2 separate regions of the Hordeum vulgare genome follow, and region 2 is linked to region 1. A link is a contact called in public Hi-C data. All regions are on one chromosome and are shown on one strand. The core of a region is the stretch at or near the end of the contact, and the rest is flanking DNA. Distances in the headings are between cores, read along the strand shown. Region 1 holds the start of LOC123439010 (BOI-related E3 ubiquitin-protein ligase 1-like). Region 2 holds the start of LOC123439026.

Region 1 (7,761 bases), core at 2,626-5,125:
GGCACAACTTCAACACATGAACCCTAGGGCTACAAATGGCAAAGATAAGGTGATTATATGTTCAAATTCATCAATTATTTTCTTCATGGCTCGTATGGATTGGTGGCTAACTTCTTTTCTCACGTGTGGTATGTAGCTCAACATTGCTCAAGAATGGCTCAAGGACCAAGGGAAAAAAGGCAAATCATTCGCTTTGCACCACTGTTGCATGGAAATATAAAATGAGGAGAAGTGGAAGAGCAGCGGGAACAATGACATTCCTTTCAGGAAAAAGATCCAGATGGAGAAGCAACACAAGATGATGATGATGATGACGATGAGGATGGAAAAAGACGCTCAACTCCCAACTTGGTTTGCTCCTAGGAAGAGGCCCCATGAAAGAGAAAACGATAAGGAGAAAACTGAAGAAGGGAGAAGATAATGACGTGAGGGAATCATTGAACGCCCTCATGACTATAAGAAAGAAGATGGCGGAACAAAATTTCCGAAGGCCAAAGAAATCGAGGAGAGGAGGGAGGCCGAGGAGGCTGGTCCGGGGAGGAGCGCGGGGCCGGAGGAGAAAGAGTGCGGAGGTTGGGGAGATGAAGGTGGTCATGGATATGTTAGTATTTAAAAAATGCATATTCAAAAAATGTTCTTAATTTTAAAAACAAGCATTTGAAAAAGATTTTTTTTAAAAGATTGTGTATTAAACAAAGGAAACAACATTAATCAGCCGACTGATCATAACTTGCGCCTCCGCCAGGCGCTGCATCGTCGGATCGCTTCATCCGATTTCACTCGGGCCATGCTTGAAGTGTTGACACTGAAGCACGCAGGCCATGTGGTCATTAGGTTATACCCCATCCGTACCTAAATATAAGTCTTTTAAAATATTTCATTAGGTGTCTACATACGGAATAAAATGAATGAATCTATACTTTAAAATATGTCTATATACATCTCTATGTAGTTTATTAGTTGAACCTCTAGAAAGAGGTGTTCTGACTTACATCCTTCCACATCATATTGCATTGTTGCCTAACTGCATGTCTCCCACGTGACATGCCGTTGGCTCTTGATGATTTTTTGGACAACTTCTACAACATCACCAATGTTGTAAAAAAAGAATCTGCATTAAAGCCTATGTTGCAAAAAGAAATCTACAATAAAATATCAGTTGTAAAAATGTTTGTAAAAGCATGAAGACAAAAAAGCAATTCTGTAATAAAGCCTCTGTTATAAAAAATACTACAACAAAACCTCAGTTGCAAAATAATTATACAACAGGAGCTCTGTTACAATTTTTTTCAACAATACATATGTTAAAATGATGGAGAGCGCCGATGCGCGAGGTCTGACGGCCCGCGAGAATGTTCGCCAAAACATTACCGATGATTTAGCAAAATATTGTCATGGCGATTTGAGATCATGATTTTTTTTCTCCCGTTCAACGGGCCCTTTTTGCTAGTGGTAGATAATATGTTATGTGTACACGCTAAACTATTTTCAGAATTTTCAAACACCCATTCAGTGATTTAGTGATTTTGGATGGGTGGTGCACCGGTATCGTTCCCGTGTGGTGAGTTCATATGAAGTGACATTTCACTGCAGGTAGTGTATCCGTAAGCAGTAGCACGCGTTCACCTCCATCTCCGGGGCACTCCCCTCTGAAGCATCAACCATGGACATGGTGACGGCCGGCCGCGCGAAGGCCTGGCCTGTCTTTGTCCAGTGCAGAATGCTGATGATCAAAGACGGAGCGCGGCGTGTGAGCAACCGACAGCCCTGCCGTGACCCGCTCCGGTACGTCCGATCGGGATCGCGCGTACGGCCACGGGCGCGCGCGTGTTTGCCGCGTTTCCCGCCACTTCCTCCTGCCCGCCCACCCACCACACCCCACCCTTCGTCCCCACGCCCCCGCCCTGCTTCAACCAATTAACCGCTTGGCTCCCCAGGCGGCAACTGGCACACTGCGCCGCTCACCACTCCGTAGGCCTAGCCTAGCCTAGCCGTGCCGTGCCGTGCGGTGCGCGGTAACAAAATGAGATCAACCTAATTAATCTGTTACTAGCAGTAAAAACTGTCACGCAAGATTCAAATCAGCAGTAATGATTTACAGCATCACTAGCAAAAGAGGTGAAGCGATCATGGATGGAAGGATCAGCCCACTAGCACGGGAGGGCAAAGAGAGGAAGGAATTATGCACCCTGTCTTGATCTGTTCTACAGCTTTCTCCATGGCCCCAGTTTCATGATCCAGCGGCGGCTGACCCGTCTCACGCGAAGAAGACTTGCACGGTGCCGGTGACGGGGCAGCGGCACGCGGGGCAGGCCGCGGCGGCGGCCGTGCCGGCGAGTGCGGCCGGCACGCCGGGGTCGCACGCGTCGCACACGCAGAGGTGCCTGCACGGGAGCAGCACCGTGGACGCCGGCCGCAGCCGGCACGCGCGGCACGGCCTGGCCGCCGGCGGCGGCGCGATGACCTCCACCACCCTGTCCGGGTCGACGAAGCCAGACTCGGCGTCGTCCGCCGCGCCCGCCGCGCCGTCGTCGTCCAAGGCGGCCTTGCCGCTCCTCGCCTGCGCTGTGGCCGCCGCCTGCTGCAACTGCGCGTGGAGCGCGGCCGCCGTGGACTGGTCGGACATTGCCTTGGCTTGCCACGACGCGGCCTCCGCCCTCAGCCGCGCCAGCTGCTCCTCCAGCTCGACGCCGCGCCGTGCCGCCTTGAAGGTCTCCGCCTCCATCTCCCTGACCCGCCGCGCGGCCAGCGCCTCCGCGGCGCCCAGCAGCGAGCGGTTCTGCCGACGCCTCGTGTCGGCCAGCGCAAGCCGGAGTCTCTCCGCCTACAAAGACAGAACGAACCCACCATCATCATCATCGTCATCGCGACAGCCACCATGTAGATACAGTAGATCGATCGATTGCAAGGCAAGAACGAATCAAGCAAGCGCGCGGATCCTCACGTGTTCCTGGAGCAGTCGGTCGATCTCGTTACTGTACTGCCCGCACTGAGCGGCGAGCTCGCCGGGGAGAACGGAGGACGGCGACGACGACGTGCACGCCACGTGCTCCGAGCCTCCCTCGTCGAAGTCGAGCCGCAGGCCCGTCGCCGCCGGCCGCCGGTGCAGCTGCGCCAGGTGTATCACCTTGTGCGCCGGGGAACCCTGCGGCGCCTGCAGGGAGAAGAGCCGTGCCGGCGGCGCCACGGCCTCGCGCGGCCGCTTCCGCACGTTGCCGCCATCTGCGACTGCATCGACCCAAGATGGATGTATGTCAGTTAATGACCTCCTCAATCAATCACAACTGCCGCCGAGAACGAGAAAGCAAGGTAATCAAGCAGCAGCACGCGATGCGTCGGTTACCTCCATCTCGACGAGAGAAATCCATGAACAGGGGAGGATGGTGCTGCTCCATCGGCGGCGGCGGCGCCATCTCCTTGCGCGGCTCCATGGGCGCGGCGCAGCCTCTGCCCACAACCCGTACGCCCAGATCACCCATCCGGCCGGCGATCGCCTCGGAACGGAAGTCGGAGACGGCTAAAGCAGCAGCAGCAGCTGCAGCGGCGTGGGCGACGCGCAGGCGGCGAGGACGAGGAGGCGTGGCTGCCGGTGGATGCTGCTGCTGCTGCAACACGGCCGCGCCGCTGCCATTGCCCGTGCTATTTGAGGCGCGAAGCGCGTGTGGAGGAGTCGGATGGGATGGGGTGGGATGCGATGGATGAGAGAGTTGCGGCGGGGGGTGGGCAACGCAACGCGACTCAACTGTTCCACCGTCCCTCTCGTCTTATCAGGGTGGCGTGGGCGTGGGCTTTCAGCTTTTGCTCCTCTTTTCTCTCGCTCTCTCCCGTGATGGCAACGTCAGCCTCGCCGTCGTGCTCGGCTTTCCCTACGTGCGCCACCCACCCACCCCCCACAGCTGCGTCTGCATGCACGGCACGCCTTGAACAATCCCCCGTCCAAAACCCAACAGCTCAAACCAAATGCTTTAACCGCATTCCTGCGTCGTTGGATCTACACGCGGATCAGGAGGCCAGCCATGGACAACGCATTGCACTGCACGTAAATTGATTAATCAACAGGGTCGTTCTCGCGTCGTATTAATTGGGCATTTGGACGCTGTTCCTCGGTCCTCTGCCCGAGTAAATCTACTCCCGGCAGTACCACGACGGCCAGTAGTAGCAGGCATCCGATGCTAGGCTAGCCTCTCTTGACTCTCGCGTGTTTTGTTCTGTTCATCCGTTCGTTTGGTCAAGCCTCATCAGGCGGGGAGCATCTCACTATCTGTAGCCGTGGCCTTTCGTTCGGCGTACGGGCCGAGAGGAAAGAGACGTTGCACTGCGTCTGCGTCCACATGACAACAGGGAGAGAGAGGGAGAAGGAAACGTCGGTTTGACGGAGGCTTCTCCTCCTCTGCACTGCACCGCGGCAGCCAGCCAGCCAGGCGTGAGATGAGAACGAAAAGAAAGCCAAAGCACAGGCCAGGCCACGGCCAGGCGGCAGCATCGATGAGGTTCCGACTCCCGAGCAGGAAATGCGGGCAGGAAGGCAGGCAGCGAGTTGAGTATTGGATTCGGAGGCACGCACGGCCTCAAAAGCATCGCTCAGCGCTCGCTGTAGCCTCGGCGCACGCAAGGGACCGCGGGCATAGGCTCCTCTCGAGATGCGCGAAAGGGAAGACACATTGCTACTCCATTTCCCTTTTTTCCTTTTCGTGCACCGTCGCCAGGTCATCATCCCCAACGCTTGCCGTGTTGGTCAAGGTGAAAGGCCGGTAGGTTTTGAAAAATTCAAAATCAAATCTAGACTAGTTTTATTGGAGTAAAGAAATTTTATTATATTTAAGTTTGGCATTAATGTAGACCGAAAATTAAAGTTTAGCGACCCGCAGATAACCCAGAAATAACACGCACGAAGGAAGCTATCGCCCCATCATGACACATGAGAGAGTGGTGGCCCAACCATAAGTTCACTCGGCCTCAATGGTTCTCTTACATATGTGGATCCTTGCCTGAAAAAAAAACATATGCGGGTCCGAGGAGTGGTTAGGCTGTTGGTCGTTACATGAAGGTGAGTGTAGCGGGAGAGAACTATCACGACTAGGACCAGAACGGTGTCGGCATGTATCTCATTTTGTCCTAGCTACTTCGTCTTCCTCACGTTGTGATCCATTTGAACTCGATTTGTTATTAAACTAGAGATATCAAGAGGGTGGCTAACATGTGGTATCAGAACCACTCCATCACTCTTTGTCGCGCTAGAGACGCACAAGCGGGCAAGTGGTCGTGAGCAACTCTTTGATGCCATAGATCCAACACTCAAGGCGTACCTCGACAAGCTCTAGGAGAAGCCGACGAAGGCGAGCGAGGAGATCTCTGCCAATATCAAAGACCTCACCAAGCAGATCAACTACCAAGGGGCGGCACAGGTGGAGGCGCTCACGGCATGGAAACCAAATCTCGAGGCTTGTTTCTCAAAGCTACACGACATGGTGGGGGGCATACAACATGCGCAACCGCATCTGGAGCGGTCACATCGAGTGGATCAAATGCGCCATACCTCTCTAATCCTGTGGTGTGCATGTTGGGTTACGTAGCATAAATTCAAAATTTTCCTACGCATGTTCAGATCTTCCTATGGAGAGACCAGCAACGAGAGAGGGGTAAGAGCATCTTCATACCTTTGAAGATCGCTAAGCGGAAGCGTTGCTAGAACGCGGCTGATGGAGTCGTACTCGCAGCGATTCTGATCTAGTGCCGAACAACGGCACCTCCGCGTTCAACACACGTGCAGCCCGGTGACGTCTCCCGCACCTTGATCCAGCAAGGAGGAGGGAGAGGTTGGGGAAGAAGACCAGCAACACGACGGCGTGGTGTTGGTGGAGAGACGAGGTCTCCCGGCAGGGCTTCGCCAAGCGTCGACAGAGAGGAGGAGGAAGAAGTGCAGGGCTGCGCCGAGGGAGAGGGAAAACCGTGTGCTCCAAAGGCCAAAAGTGCCCACTATATATAGGGGAAGGGGAGAGGGGGTGCCACCCCTAGGGTTCCCACCCTAGGGGGTGCGGCAGCCCTCCCAGATGGTGGAAGTGGCGGCCAGGGCAAGGAGGAGGGGTGGCGCACCCCATCTGGTGGGCCTAAGGCCCACCTTAGTTAGGGTTCCCCCCTTCCCCTTTTTTCTGGTGTACATGGGATGGGTGGGGGCGCACCAGCCCACTTAGGGGCTGGTTCCCTTCCCCCACTTAGCCCATCTAGCCTCCCGGGGTCGTCACCCCCCTTCGGTGGTCCCCCGGGACCACCTCCGGTGGTCCCGGTGGTCCCGGTACGTTACCGGTGATGCCCGAAACACTTCCGGTGTCCGAAACCATCCGTCCTATATATCAATCTTTACCTCCGGACCATTCCGGAGCTCCTCGTGACGTCCGGGATCTCATCCGGGACTCCGAACAACTTTCGGTAATCTCGTATAACAATTCCCTATAACCCTAGCATCATCGAACCTTAAGTGTGTAGACCCTACGGGTTCGGGAGACAGGCAGACATGGCCGAGACACCTCTCTGGCCAATAACCATCAGCGGGGTCTGGATACCCATGGTGGCTCCCACTAGATCCACGATGATCTCAACGGATGAACCACGATGTCAAGGATTCAATCAATCCCGTATACAATTCCCTTTGTCTGTCGGTATAGAACTTGCCCGAGATTCGATCGTCGGTATACCTATACCTTGTTCAATATCGTTACCGGTAAGTCTCTTTACTCGTTCCGTAGCACGTCATCGTGTGACTAACTCCTTAGTCACATTGAGCTCATGATGATGTTCTACCGAGTGGGCCCAGAGATACCTCTCCGTCACATGGAGTGACAAATCCCGATCTCGATTCGTGCCAACCCAACAGACACTTTCGGAGGTACCCGTAGTGCACCTTTATAGTCACCCAGTTACGTTGTGACGTTTGATACACCCAAAGCACTCCTACGGTATCCGGGAGTTGCACAATCTCACGGTCGAAGGAAAAGATACTTGACATTAGAAAAGCATTAGCATACGAACGATACGATCTAGTGCTAGGCTTAGGATTGGGTCTTGTCCACCACATCATTCTCCCAATGATGTGATCCCGTTATCAATGACATCCAATGTCCATGATCAGGAAACCATGATCATCTATTGACTAACGAGCTAGCCAACTAGAGGCTTGCTAGGGACACATTGTGATCTATTCATTCACACATGTATTACTGTTTCCTGTTAATACAATTATACCATGAACGATAGACGATTATCATGAACAAGGAAATATGATAATAACCATTTTATTATTGCCTCTAGGGCATATTTCCAACAGTCTCCCACTTGCACTAGAGTCAATAATCTAGTTACATTGTGATGTATCGAACACCCATAGCATTATGGTGCTGATCATGTTTTGCTCGTGGAAGAGGTTTAGTCAACGGGTCTGCAATATTCAGATCCATGTGTACTTTACAAATATCTATCACTCCACTCTGGACATGGTCCTGGATGGAGTTGTAGCGGCGCTTGATGTGCTTCGTCTTCCGGTGAAACCTGGGCTCCTTGTCTATGGCAATGGCTCCAGTGTTATCACAGAAGAGTGTCATAGGACCCGACGCGCTTGGAACCACTCCAAGGTCGGTGATGAGCTCCTTCATCCAAATTCCTTCATGAGCCGCTTCTGAAGCAGCTATGTACTCCGCTTCACATGTAGATGCTGCCACGACTTCTTGCTTGCTGCTGCACCAGCTCACTGCCCCACCATTCAACACA
Region 2 (7,761 bases), core at 3,268-5,767, 160 kb before region 1:
GCACGGCAGTGCAATTTTATCAGTACGTTGATCGACTCACACTGAATGCTCATCACAATTAAAACAAAATTTCAGTAAGCATGTAGGGATTCCTGTGAAGAATACCCAAACATAAATGACCGTTCCTCCATAATAAAGACATAATCTTTTGTTATGTAGGAGAATATCATAACAATAAACTGATAAATAGAATACCTATACGGCTATACATGATAAACAATAACACATAATCCACACACAGTGGAAGCCACACAGAAGGCATGTAGAGCCCATATACCTTGCCTTCTTCATATCATGAGTCACTACTTTGTATGCGTACTTCCACCAAGACTTCGGATCAGACTTCACTGGCAAAGATGGCCGGTAATGAGCATATCTCAGCCGTTGATTAAAAGAAGAGAAGTTATCAGCCATCTTCAAGATGTCCCTGTAGCCATCCTGAATCGAAGAAACCAGTCTACCATTAGCATTGCTGCTTTGTCATTTAAAAAAAGCTGGGGTTGGTTGGCCGAGAGTAGAAACCTTCGACAAAGACAAAGTAACATCATCCAAATCAACAGCAGCATTTTGCAATGCCTGTCCGCTTCTCTTCGCTTCATCAATGTGTACCTTTGTATATTTTGCTTTGCCAGATATAGGTCTTAATATGTAAGTGTGAGCTTTTGAAGCAGTACTAGAACTATCTTGCTTTCTGAACTCAAAAACCTGAAACACATTTTGTGAACCAGTAAATATTCATCAAGCGGAAATAAAATTATTAGAAAAACCATTGAAATTGCACAAGACCCATCCTCCAATGCCTCAGTACAGCACAGTATCTGGCCCTCAAGGTTCACCATGTAGCTGTCCAGTTAGATATTGTAAAATAGACAACTGCCTACATGCAGAGTTGTACCCTCAAGGCCTTCATATATTTATTAGCAAATACAATTGTAAGCTACCTGACTCCATTCTGAAGGCAGTAAATCTTCCCAGGGTTTATCCACGCTCCAAGGACTGCTATCAGAATCAAAATACAGCGCCAGACTCTCAAGTTCAACAGACTGCAAAACCATCATATATAAGCTATCAAAATGCAAGAATCATAAGTACAACTATCAGAAGCAAAAAAGAAGGCCCAGTAAATGAATCTGAGGGAGGAATATGCAATCTTTCTGTAACTTGAAGGATGCATTCTCTGTTAACATCAACACGTTATCCCTTCTAGACGTGCAGAATTATTTGTGTAAAGAATCAACGAAGTATGAGAAAATTAGGAATTTGAATTGCTCATCTTTAACACCTAGTATTGTCCACCATAGCTTTCTATTCTGCGATTTAGAAGCCATAGAAAGTGGTTTCCAGTCCTGACCTCCCTTTAGGAAAGAATAATCCATGGGTAAAGGGAAGTCTGGATTCGCAGAAGCAAACAGTAGACTTTGTGTATTACTTTGTATACCAGTATTAATGACTGAACCAAAATGTTGTGAGTTAGGAGAATATACCTTCTTCACTCGGTCCAAATCTCCACCAGTGGCAAAAGTTTCCTTCCCATGGTCATCCACAGTAACTGCTGACAGCTTCGAAAGTACCAAACCTGCTGCGAAAGGGTGGCCTGGATTGCTACAGAAAAATCCATGGTATTCTTATATGCACCCTGAAAGATACATCCACTAAACAGAAATTTAAGTACCTCTCTATGTCTTCATATCTGATGTGAATATTGCCAATTGATAACTTGATGTTTCCAATCACAGTGCTAATGAAAGACCCAAGCCATGACGAATTCTTCAGGGATGATGAGAAGTTAAGAGTCAAAAATTAAATAAAGCATAATCATGTTAACATGGTCCGTTCCCAAGTCCCAACCCACACAGCAGCAGCAAAAACATGGCTAGATTGAATATGCAAGCCATGTAGGTAATTCATCATCACAGTACACAGATATACACACAATTATACAAAGGCCAAGTACCAACACGTACCAGTTCGGAGTTCAGTTGTTGCTGGCTCTCCAATAATTTCATTTCCATCTCCTGTTTCAATAAACAGTAGATCACTAATACACAGTTCAGGCAACAGCTGCCAAAATAACTTAACTAATGTCACAAATTGCTCACCCTAACTCTAGTTCGTTTGACCTCTTGGACAGCATCCTCACTGCAACCTTCAACATCTGTTGCTGGTTCAGCTAATATAAAAATACGATCAAGATAAACCAAAACCGGCTCTTGGCCAAGTCTGCTCCAAGGGACCTAATAATCATTTATGGAATCATCCTTTAGCATACTCGATCATATCACAAAATATCACGACATCAACGATTAAGGCAAAATGATGTGGCTAAACCGCTAAACTAAGTAGCCACTACAGACCTTGAGTTTAACTGAACCAAGGAAACCAGCTTTGACTTTCACAGGTAACTTCAATGAATTGAGTGCCTCAGGCTTCAACTGCATGTTTGTGAGTTCCACATCGCCTGAAATAGTATTGCAGAAAACATATGAGGTAGAAGATGGCCAACATCATTAACAGAACATGAACTATAGCAAGCAGAAGGAGAACACGTGTGCACGCGTAGGTGCTGAGAATGTGTATTGGCTTACAATCATTTCAACATGGCAACCACTGAAGCAAATGTTTGACCCAGCAGACACACCCATTGCCCAATTCCACTACAGCATCAGTTAATTCCACACCTTCCAACTATCACAAGATTTTTTTTCATAACTAGTAATAAGTCCTTTATATGACTTGATTGTGTACACTCCGCCTCATAAACTTTGCTACTTTTAACAAAACTGATAATAGAGGATCAATTCCATTGACTTTATGCACATAACCTACATCAGTTAAGTGAACAATCCCCTGACTCATATTTTGTCTTCCTGACTCTCTATTGTTGGTCGAGAGAGCAAGTTCCGCTAGTGGGGACCAGGAAATGCATATATCACATTCTCCTCCCAAAAATCATCTGACATGGGCATGTAGAAGGGGATGCGGTGTGCTGAAGGATGGGATCCAGGGCCTCGCCGATGTCGGTAGACAGCATGGCATGGTTCAGCGTCAGCAGCCAGCTCCGGTACCCACCCTGTAGCTCTGCCAATGATAGGATGACCCACCATAAGGGCATATTTCTCTTCTTTTCGCCCCCAGAGTCCAGATGAGTGTATCCCATCACCATGTTCCAGACAATCAGATTTGAGGATCAGCAGAATAGGACAGGCATGGTCAGAATACAGCGACTGGCTTCAAAATGAAATACAGCATCTCAGGGATATATGTTATCCGGGGTTTCAGGGTTCAGCCATATGCATTGTTATTGCAAACATGTAAGTTCAAGGGCTATCCTTGAGTGACTAATGGAGATATTTGACCAAGTGACATGAGTATATATGTTCGGGAACATCAGTGTCATATTCACACTATCTACCCATAGGCAAAGGCTCGCACTAACCATCTAGGCTCTAGCTGATGCAACCAGTGAATTACCACCAAGTAAGCTCTACAAAATACAGTAAACCATCACAACACTGTCCAATGTCTAAACACTACAACTGCAAGTACAAACACTTAGAATATGAAAACAAATGTTGGATCCTCTCTGAAGTCTGACATATATAACCAATGCCCACCCATTACGCCCATCAAATCCTAATACCCAATTGGCTTTGGCATACCACAACATAATGTATTTGATGCATGAATATTCTCTCGGCAATCAAAATATAATGTGAGAAAATAAATGAAGAATAAAGAGTTGTACGATCAGAGGGGGAACAAAGTGACTGCACCGGAGCATCCAAAAATAACTTCCACCTGCAGTAACTAGCTCAAACTCGCTACCAATGCCATCCCCATTGCAACCATTCACAGCAAGCACGCAACACCAACAGACAGTGCCCAGACGCCGCCTACCAAAACGAATCGCGACAACCAAAAACGAAGCATGCGGACCAAACTAAGCTCAGGTTCGGCCTGCCAACAGCCGTTCCATAGCAATCCACCACTGTCACTAGAAACATTACTCACAGCAACAAGCAAAGCCGCGCAGACGAAGAGAGAAACGAGCCAAATCAGCCGCGAGCGCTTCCCTGATCACCCGCGAGGAACCAATCGGACTGAAACAGCTAACCAGCAGAGCGGATTGAAGCGAGTGCGGGGACGGGGCAGGGGAACGGGAGCGGGGCGGGGGGCTCCTCACCTCTCCAGACGCTGATCTTGAGGGCCTCCTTGCTGAGCCCCCGGACGTAGTTGCCGAGGTACTTCTGCAGCAGGAAGGCGACCTGGTCCTCCAACATCTCCGCCGCCGCCGCCGGTCGCCGGCGACTGCCGACGGCGCTGCCAACGCGATGGGAGCGTGTTCCGGCTCGGGGTTCTCTCGGGGCGTGAGAGCGGGCGATTCCGCCTTCGCGTGGAGGCGAAGAAACTGCCGGACTCGTAGTAGAAGCCCACAGGTGTGGAGTCCTGCTTTTTTTTTTCTCTCCTCTCGGGGCTCTTTTTGTCTTCGAGGGGGAAGAAGAGGCACGGAGCCACGGAGGAGATCGCTAGAAGAAAGAAGGCGGTGCCGGATATGACGGATGTGCCCTCGAGTTTGAGCTTATTAACGGATGGTACCTCACTGCGAAAATAAAATATCTTAAGTGGGGCCTTGTTGCCGTTGATGCGAATTATGATTGCCTTTTTTGTCTAGCTGTTTGCGTAGTAGTATATGTTCTATTATCAGTTTGCAGCTGGCCTTTTCTTCTTTTTCGGTGGAAATGAATTTCTTTCCTAGGAAATGAATTGGAACTGTGAGATCACAGCATTGGCCAGTCAGATTTAACTTAATTTAATACTACAAAGAAGTAAAAAATAATAACCTGATTTATGTACCCTATACAGAGATATCAAGCGAACTTCGGATTTTTAGGCATGGAGTATTTTCCATGATAAATTATACTTGCTGAGGACGATTTGACATAACTACAAATCAGACGCGTTACCGTATTCCTCCTGTCAGGGAAATCAATTCTCACTTGCAATACCGCTTATAGCAAATTAATACTCGACAACTACTCCTTAATGCCAGAAAACGTTTTACGTAATGGGACGGAGGGAATAGTAAACAAGAACAGGCTATCGAGAAAAACACGCATTCTTGTGAATCAAGAAAAATAATGAAAAACACGCTTTTCGGAAACCGTCGGGACACGCGGCACGGTAGAGTTTCGCGTGGCACGTGCTGGTTCGTTAACTACTCTGTTGTTTGTAATCTCGAGACTAACCACGCCGAGCAAGGAGAAGCGTGATCAGGCCTCTGATTGTTGCACTGCTGGATGCCCAGCGCATTGACAAATATACTTGTTTAATTCGATATTACAGTAGTACAGTACGAATTCTCCATCTCATCAAGCAGATAAAAGATTGCGACGATTTGTTCGCAAAATACCGATGACACGGATAATCAAAAGCGATGGATGAATAAGGAAATCGCCAACTTGCACGCGAAGAAAGAATAGCTTAAAATCAAGCTAGGCGTCCGCCTGATTCTTCAAGGTGGAGGGAGAGTCGTTCGAGTCCGGCTGGACGGAGAAATGGCCGGGTGGCTGCGCTCGCCTTTTGGCGGCATCGTCTGTCGACGTTCGGGTCCGGCGCCGGGATGGCGGACGCGCGCTTTGTCCAGGGACACGCAAAGGCTGCGTGCGGCCACGACGCGCGCCTGCGTGTTGCAAAGGGCTCCGTCACGTGGTGCCCGTCTTTGACCCTCCGCTCCCGTGCCAGCGCCACCTGTTGGTTCGCGGTGTCGCGTTCGGTGCCACGGAGGCGTCTAGGCGATGCGATCAGTCGGCGGGGTTCGGTGAGCCGCTCGTCCGAAAAGCACGACCGCTTCTCAGGATCCTTCTGTTCCGTGTATATCTTCTTTGTATAGGTGTATGTATCCTTCTGCGTAGATTTGCATCAAAGGTTCGTTTGTAGCTCCAGAATGGGATATGCGCTGCGCAGGGCTGCCCTTTCGATGATGCTTGCAGACTTTTCTTTTCTTGTTTCCTTTGCGAGAGAATGAGAGATTCGGATGCGGTGCTGACCTTCCTGGAAGAATCACGGTTCACTGGTCACCCTCGTTCAAAAATAAAATGTTCACGTATCGAAGTGGCACCCATTGAGCACGTGCCGAGTGCCGAGTGCCGACTGTCAGATGCTACTGACGGACAGGAAAAATGGTACATCAATGAAGTATTTTGCAAAAGATGGATGGGATGGAACTACGCTTTCAGTCTCGGACTGGCAGGGGCTCTACCGTGGATGGATACCGCATGTCGGCAAGAAGGCGATGCAAAGCTTCCATCGGCCACAACTCCTTTGGGCCATACATGTTCATTTTAAGCGATTTTTTCCGTCCCTGAATCTTAAAGCATCTACAATTGAACTTTATAAATCCGACTCTTCAAATGCGTCCGGACACGTCCGTGGTTTAAAGGCGAAAGACGAAAAAAAAAGTCTCACAAAGTCTTAAGAAAAGAAATCTTTAATGTAAATCGAAAGAGTCAATACACATTACAAATGAAAAACCAAATACAATGAAAATATAGGCATGTTTTAATATATATAATAACTAATACATACCGATAATGAAGTTTTCAATGACGTCTAGAAGACCGAGGCAAAAAACTTCTTAATTTCACCAAGATCATTACTTTTGAAGATCTCTCTCTCAATATAACAAACTATCAAGTCATTAAGCCAACCATCAATTCTCCAATTCATCAAACGTGTTCTCATATCAAGATGTGTCTTTGTGTTGCTACTACTAAGGATAAAAAGATAAGGTTTATTCATATTGTTTGAGTTTACTTTGTCTACATCATGTCATCTTACTTCATGCATTACTTCGTTCGTCATGAACTTAATACGTAGATAGACAAGCATAGAAGCGCTCTTAAAGTGAAGTAATAGTAATAGGTGCAAGCAGGAGTCGACCTATTTGTTTATGGACGTGATGCCTATATACACATGATCATTGCCGCGAATATCGCATAACTATCCGTTTTTTTGTCAGTTGACCAACAACCATTTGTTTACCCCCACCATATGCTATTTTTCCATGAGAGATGTCATTAGGGAAATCTATGGCCCCCGTGTCTATTCACAATATATTGATAAAATCTTCATTACCTTCCTGTTATTTACTTGTTTTTATTTTATTTTGCTATCTATAATTATCTACACACCTCACTTACTTGCAAATAACAAGACAAGAGGGTCTCTCTTGTCCACGTTGGGTGCAACTTGTTTGTTCTTTTGTGTGTACCCGCTAAAGACGGTTGTGGTTGATATTCCTATTGGTTCGATAAACCTTGATTTCATAACTGAGGGAAATACTTACCCACTTTATGCTGCAATAACTTGTTCCTCTTCACGAAAAACCCAACGCAGATCACGAGTATCAGGAAGCGATGTGACAATGGATGTACAGGTCATATGATGTGACAGTGGAAGTTGCATGGCGATATATCTCGGAATGGCTATGGAAATGACATGATAGGTAGGTATGGTGGCTGTTTTGATGAAGATATAATGAGGCTTATGTGCAACAGAGCATATCATGTCCCGGGGTTTGGATGAACCGGCGAAAGTTGCACCGATCCTCGAGGTGAGAATGGGCAATGCACGGTACTGAAGAGGCTACAAAATGTGGAGTTGAGAGTGCGTATTACCATGTATTCACATTAGTCATGAAGAACTCACGTACTTACTGTAAAATTGTATTAGCTTTCTCGAAGTAAAGCACTACTCGCATGC

Evidence for each region. Hi-C and Micro-C count contacts between places; a contact is called where the count stands out from the background.
Region 2: a contact with region 1 is called in a Hi-C map of seedling, with 6 times the contacts expected there. The contact joins the promoter of LOC123439026 here to the promoter of LOC123439010 in region 1. A contact is called at or near these places in 6 of 6 Hi-C or Micro-C datasets (leaf, seedling and an unstated tissue) and 1 of 1 datasets of contacts at active chromatin or transcription factors (embryo).

Annotation. Positions count from the first base shown.
Region 1 is chr1H:381,535,077-381,542,837 of MorexV3_pseudomolecules_assembly, reverse strand. LOC123439010 (BOI-related E3 ubiquitin-protein ligase 1-like) reads right to left here and starts at 3,875. Exons shown (of 3, transcript XM_045115820.1): 1 at 3,344-3,875; 2 at 2,945-3,228; 3 at 2,030-2,824. The coding sequence starts at 3,479. The coding sequence ends at 2,258.
Region 2 is chr1H:381,693,961-381,701,721 of MorexV3_pseudomolecules_assembly, reverse strand. It overlaps LOC123439026, which reads right to left and starts at 4,517. Exons shown (of 62, transcript XM_045115821.1): 1 at 4,184-4,517; 2 at 2,355-2,458; 3 at 2,100-2,234; 4 at 1,965-2,015; 5 at 1,673-1,767; 6 at 1,485-1,602; 7 at 942-1,043; 8 at 523-705; 9 at 278-438. The coding sequence starts at 4,280.